2 separate regions of the Sus scrofa genome follow, and region 2 is linked to region 1. The links are chromatin contacts, called in public HiChIP or PLAC-seq maps. All regions are on one chromosome and are shown on one strand. Each heading gives the region's core, a stretch centred on a gene start, on an enhancer-like site or on the middle of the called end of the contact. The rest is flanking DNA. Distances are from core to core; before and after follow the strand shown.

Region 1 (3,165 bases), core at 405-2,904:
TCCAGATGAGGAATCAAGGTGGGCCTCCCAAGGAGTGTGTGTGCTGGGCCACAATTCTGGGGTCTCTGCATCTTCTGCAGGTGAGCTAAATCCTTACCCTGGTACTCATAGGCCATTTGCTACCGACTCATTTTCTAAGTGTTCACTGAAGGCCTTGTGACGCCTCCTCCATACTGAGTTCCATACACCCCATCATGTATCATTCCCTTGTGTAACATACTATTTGCCTTCCAAACACTTTTCCAACAGGCATGGCCTTTAGATCTTTTTAGAATTTTGTCTCATCTCTCACTCTTGGGTGTGAGATGTCCTCGTGTGGGTTTGAGGAACGTGGACCCAAAGTCACCCAGTTATTGTCTGCACTAAGACAGGAGAGAATGCTAACAGCGGCTATTATCTAAGTGCCTGCCTATCCCCACCCCAGGCCAGGCACTTCAAGTACACCCCCTCATTCAAGACTCCCAAGCAGCCCCAGCAGGTGGGTTGAACTGTCATTGCCTTTTAGGAAAGAAAAAGCAGAGACTCAAAGAAGCGACATGACTTTCCAGCCAGGAAATGGCAGAGCTGACCTTAACTCAGGAGCACCTCAGGACCCTACCTCCTAAGGCTCTCTGCCTTTTGGTCCAGTTTCCCTGAAGGTCAACCCATGCCCTTTTCAAGGTACTGCCCACAGCACCTGTGTCTTTAAGCCCCAGCTCCTCCCCACCTCCCACCTGCCCACCACCCGCCTGCTGTCACACTCACCTCTCCCGGGTATGGCCTCTTTATGCTCTGAATGGGAAGGGACTGGGGCCGGGGGCCCGGGTAGGTCTGCTGGGGCATCCGCTGCCCGTGTGTGCCAAAGGGGCTGATGCCGGGTGGCCGGGGTTGATTCATGCCCATGGGAGGGCCGCTCATCCCCGAGGGTGTCATGCCAGCCGCCATGCTTGCGGGGTTCATGCTGCCCCCCATGGAGGCAGGCCCCCGAGGCCCGGGCTGGTTCATGAATTGGCTGTTATACGCCTGGGTGGGACCCATCTGGAAAGAGGAACAGACCTTCAACGGGAGAAGAAAAAAAAAAGAATAAAATGCCACATGCATTGAAAGTGCAGGGAGGGAAGGGTGGGGGGAGTGGGGGGTTTGGGGTGAGGGGGAGCCTCTTTCCTGCACGGTTGCAGCTGGTGACCAGGCCCCAAAGGACCACTGGCCTTCTGGGCTCACTGCTGCCCTCTGCAGGCCACACAGGAAAGACGCAGCTGAGGGGTGTTTGGGGTGGGGCGCAGTCACTCCAATGCACAGGCAGCATTTCCAGGGAGGCAGGCAGGGTATGGGAAAGAGGGTGCAGGGGTGGGGAAGGGCATGGGAGAATGGAGGTGGATGAGGATGGAGGCACGAGCCTCTTTCCTGGAAGCCTGGCCCCGTCTTTGTTCCTCGGCCATCAGGCACACATCCTCCATCCACAAAGTGTGAGGCGGCCTCAGGTCCCACCTCTGCCCACCTGCCTCACTGTCCCCATCCTGCAATCCCCACCTCCATGCCCATCTTGCACTTCTGTGGGGGCTCCCCTCTCCTCACACCACTTCCCATCCTTTTGAAGGTCAGGAGAGCAGAACTGGGACCTGGGCCGATTCCACAGATGGGATGACTGGAGAACAATGGACTTCAGAGGCCACCAGGGGGCACAGACTGGTGACAAGGCTACTTTAGACACAGCCCGCTCTTTGGTGAGTAGGCGCTCAGACTGCAATATGGATCGTCTTTCCCCATAAAGAGACACACACAAGCCACCAGTCCACACAGAATACACGCTCCCAAACACCCCCAGCCCCACACTCAACTGCACTGACATGCCCACACCCTAACACACACCTCTCCATGTGCTTCTGAGAAAACCCAAATGCACCATCAGCTCTTCCCAGCACACACAGACACCAACACCCCAACTCCGATTCCCGGGGCTGTCTGCCTGGCTGAGTGGACCAGGACTAGTGCGGCCCTTACCGGTCCATACTGGTTTATATCCTTGTTCTGTGTTTCCTGCAAGGCTGCCACAGTGGCCGTAGCTGTGGCCGTGGCTGTGGCTGCTGCCGCTGCCACTGCAGCTGCTGCTGCGGCAGCTGCTGGCTGAGTGAAGTCAGCAGGCGGCCTGGTGTGCGGAGGGATGCCCATGCCTGCAGGGGCACTAGGGCCCCCAGGGTAACTGCGAGGGAGAGAAGAAGGAAATTAGATGTTGCCAGAATCTAGAGATGAACTCATGGAGTTCCTGCTGTGGCACGATGGGATTGGTATTGTTTCTGCAGCACCAGGACGCAGGTTCGATCCCCAGCCAAGCACATGGGTTCAAGGATCTGATGTTGCGGCAGCTGTGGCATAGATCACAATCGTGGCTTGGATCTGATCCCTGGCCCAGGAATTCCATATGCCACAGGGTAGTCAAAAAAGAAAAAAATAATAAACAAAATAAAGATGAACCCATGACCAGGCTTGGGCAGGGAAGGAGAGGTCAGGCCATTCCAGACCCTCCTGCCCACAGCTCACAGAGTGGGGAGGTCTAGACTCAGAACCCAGAGGGGACAGGGGCCTCCTATGAGTGGGTGTCCTTCATGCCACTTGGCAACCACCAGCTTGCTGGGTTCCTGGAGCTTCAGCTGGGTGCCAGATGGTGATTGCTCTTATGCACTAGCTCACGGTATCCTCGGCCACCCCAGTCAGTCTGTCTTCTAGAGGAGACACCTAGTCTCAGAGAAGCCAAGCAACTGACCCAAGGCCTGCAGCAGTGGATGGCAGGGTGGGGTTGCAGTTATGTTTCACCACTCAACTCCATTGTGCTGACGCCTGGCAGGGCTAAAGTCAGCCCTGGGAGCTGGGGAGGGGTGAGGCTAAGAGGAAGCCTTGGACAGAGCAGGACAGATGGCAGGAGGAGGCATGGGGCGCTTCTGCCCCACTCCATGTCCCTGGAGTGCTTTCCTGAGGTTCCTTGCCCTCTCCCTCCCTGACTCTTGAATCAAGGGATTCCCATTCCCCTCAGAGTTCTGCCTCCACAAGCAGCAGGACAGAGCTGACCCTCCTGAACCCCGTCTGGAGCTGCTCTCCTAGCATCTTTCAGCTTATAAAGATACGATGCAGAGAAGGGTCATTTCGAAGAATTCGAATGTAGTCCTTCGATGCCCATGGACTTGGGAGCCA
Region 2 (3,165 bases), core at 362-2,861, 50 kb before region 1:
CTCAGAAGGGCCCAGGCCCTGCCTTACCTGCTGTCTTTGGGACGACATCTGCCTTCAGCTGTGGGGAGAGAAAGAGGGCAGGACATCAGTCCAGAGGCAGGTGAAGGAAGGACCCAACTCCCACGGAGGCCCAGGAAAGACAAAGAGAGCACCATTCCTGTCACTCCCAGCCCTCTGTCACTCCCAGCCCTCCGTGGGAAGCCACTGTGGCTATCACTTCTGCCAGCTGCTTCCTCAACCCAGGGCTGGCAGGAGGCAGCCTCGATTTCCTAACCTGTCAGAAGAGATGACAACACCATCTTGGCCTGCTTCTAGAGGCAGACCTAGCAGAGCTACTTCAGCTGGGCCCAAAGCATCAGAGACTCAGGGCCTGGAGAGAGGGCCCCCCAAGCTCCTCAATGGGCAGATGGGAAACTGAGGCTCAGAGAGAGGCAGGAGGCTGGTGGAAAGGGGGGAGGCCGGAGCCCCATTCAAGCCAGCCTCTTGCTTCCCAGCTTCAAGAGCTGCCCTGGTGCCAAACCTTTAAAATAAATGGGTGCTTTCCATTTTCCGGAAGAAGAAACAGAGGCTTGAGGCGCCTGTGTTCAAAAGCAGGCCAGGCTCAAGAACTACACAGGAGCGTTCCCTCTGTTACCTTCCAGACTACATATTTGTTCCCTGCTTTAAAAAAAAAAAAAAAAAAGGCCCAAAGAGTCAGGGGCAGGCACTAAGCGTTACCCTGGGAAGGTGACAGGTTGGCGTTGGGGCAAAGAGTTCTGAACACAGGGTCCCGACTCCTGGGGCCGCGGCCGGCCCAGCCAGCACCCACCAGGAGAGGAGGCGGCCCCAAAGCACCTTTGCTCAACCATGCGCCCCATGGCAGGAGCAGGGCCGGGGACGCTCCATCTTATGCAAGGGCCGCCACGTGAGCGCACAGCGGGTCAGCCGCCTGGATCCTGGAGAGCCTGCCCCCTCCACCCCGACACCCACCTCAGAGCTCTGGGCCTGCGCTCCCACCCCGTGAGATCTCGGAGCCCTTCCCCAAACTCGGAGCCGGCCTGCCGGGACAGGCCCTCCTGCCTACATTCTGACCTTGAGCTTTCTCCTCCACGGGCGCCCTCCCCCACCTTCCCCCCGCCCCACTTCCATTGGTCTAAAGATCCGAGGGGAGGCCCGGAGAGACCAATCTGATGCCTCTTCTTAGAGATGGGGAAACTGAGGCCCAGAGCAGGAAGCAAGGTCACACAGCGAGCCAGACACAGCGCCGGCCCGGAGTCCAGGGCTCTTCCGGGACCGTCCCTCACTCTCAGTCCAGCGCGGTCCTGTCCAGTGGTCTCACCTCCAGAACCACGCGGCCCAGCGGCTGCCCGTCCGCGCCCACGTCCAGGTACACAAGCGGGTTCCTGGCGGAAGAGGACGGGTCACCGGAGTCGCCGCCGCTGCTGCAGGCGCGGGTTGCGGAGAGGCGCAGCGGCGCGGAGCGCGGGCCGGAGAGCAGACGGAGCAAGCGGGGACTGCTGCGCAGCGCCAGCATGGTGAGCGCGGGTCGGAGTGCAAGAGCTCCAGGACAAGCGGAGACTACAGCAAAGAGAACCACGCACGCCCAGAGCGGCCGAGTCAGCTGGGACCGCGCGCCGCCGCCTTTATTGGCTCAGGCGGCCTCTGGGCCCCGCCTCCGCCACGCCCCCTTCAGCCTGTCCGCTCTTGTCCTCTGCCGGCCCCAGCGGGAAGCACAGCGGCTAGCCTAAAATCCTTTAAATACACCCACACCAGGGCTAGAGACCTGAGAGTTAGACACGACCTTGCAAAAGGAGGCCGGTGACATTTTGTGAGGGTCCCAATAGATAGGAAAAAAAAAAAAAAAAAGCGGGCGGGGGGGATCCTAAAAAGTGGCTAACTCCAAAATGCGAGTACTGTGTTTTCATTTGAATATAACAAAAGTCTACATTTGAGCCTTTTGTATAGGCAGCCCCTCCTGCCATAGGCCCCGCGAACAGGTACAGACCAAGAGAAAAGGTGGCACTGAGTGTCAATCAAAGAAAGTTGGAGATGAGATGCGGGATTAGAGTGAGAAGTGGCAGGAGGAGATCAAGACACCTCCCATGGTGACCTCAGGCATTCCTGTCCTAGCCCGGGCTTGTCTCCAAATGCTTCTAGAAACCAGTCCCCCCTCTAGACTCAGCCTGAGCCTGTCATGCTCCCACCAGGCCCCCAGTCCTCCACCAGGACTGGGTCTGAATCTCCCCCTCCCCAACCCCACAGACTGACAGCCCTAGTTCCCAGCAACCAGGGTTCCCCTTCTACCCCCACTCACTGAGAAACTGCTCCTGCAGGTAACATAGCACAGGGGCCAATCCATAAGAGGTGCAAGGAAGAGAGGAAAGGTAAGACGGGAAGAGGAGGGGAACTGGGTGTGAGCTACCACTGTGCAGATTTACCCCACAAGCTGAGGTGGGCTTCACTGGAGCCTGGGGGGCATGGGAAGCCTACAGGAAATGAGTGACAGGCAGGGGTCCTGAGAGAGCATCTGAGCCAACACCTACACTTTCCAGATGAACAACTGAGGCCCAGAGACAGGAAGGTGCTGCCCAGAAGTAGGGGAACCATGAAGTCCCCACTGCCAGCCTGTACCGGTCCTCCCAGACTCCTCTCTCTGGGCCTCAGTTTCTCCTCTGCAGAATAGGTGTGATGTTAATTCCTACCCCACTTGTTTTCCAGGTCTGTTCCAAGGATAAAAAGAACAAGACAGAGAGAACTTGGTCAACTGCTAAGTACTGTGCTGTAAGCATCAGTGATAGTCAGAGTCTATACTTTGCCCAGGGTTTGGGGCTCAGATAGCAGTGGGCCACAGCTGCAGTGGCTCAGAGTTTTGAAGAGCTAGAAAAGAGGGTAGGGGCTGAGCCTTGGAGTCAGGTGGGCTTGAGCTGGGACCAGTTCTAGACTGACCTGCTCCAGACCCTGAATCAGTTCTTGGGATGGGGTCTGGCAGCAAAATGTTGACCCAAGCAACATGATGTCCCAGCTGTACCCTGGAGTCCAGATGCTTCCCAGGTCCCAGCCCAGAATGGGATCTCACCCTGTCCTGGGAAATGGCTTCTCATTTTTTTCATGATCTTCCCTGAAGTAGAACAGGCCTGAGTAGGAGGCTGGCTTGCTCCCTGCCCCATCTAGGTCCTCAGCACATCT

The links. HiChIP or PLAC-seq counts read pairs in DNA pulled down with a chosen protein or histone mark.
Region 2: a contact with region 1 is called in an H3K27ac HiChIP or PLAC-seq map of alveolar macrophages. The contact joins the promoter of PPIF here to the enhancer-like site in region 1. A contact is called at or near these places in 1 of 5 promoter capture datasets (liver), 6 of 47 Hi-C or Micro-C datasets (blood, embryonic fibroblasts, epiblast stem cells and 3 more) and 1 of 2 datasets of contacts at active chromatin or transcription factors (alveolar macrophages).

Annotation. Positions count from the first base shown.
Region 1 is chr14:81,623,055-81,626,219 of Sscrofa11.1, reverse strand. It overlaps ZMIZ1 (zinc finger MIZ domain-containing protein 1), which reads right to left. Exons shown (of 26, transcript XM_013983374.2): 11 at 1,981-2,179; 12 at 745-1,017. Among named protein-coding and RNA genes, the nearest start is that of TRNAK-UUU, 24 kb to the right of the region's middle. Within about 2 kb of position 1,654, at least 5 of the 83 cell types and tissues checked have an H3K27ac peak or open chromatin away from gene starts, as enhancers often do. A contact at or near this core is called in alveolar macrophages, where this site is marked.
Region 2 is chr14:81,673,117-81,676,281 of Sscrofa11.1, reverse strand. It overlaps PPIF (peptidyl-prolyl cis-trans isomerase F, mitochondrial), which reads right to left and starts at 1,611. Exons shown (of 6, transcript XM_021073635.1): 1 at 1,319-1,611; 2 at 28-58. The coding sequence starts at 1,513.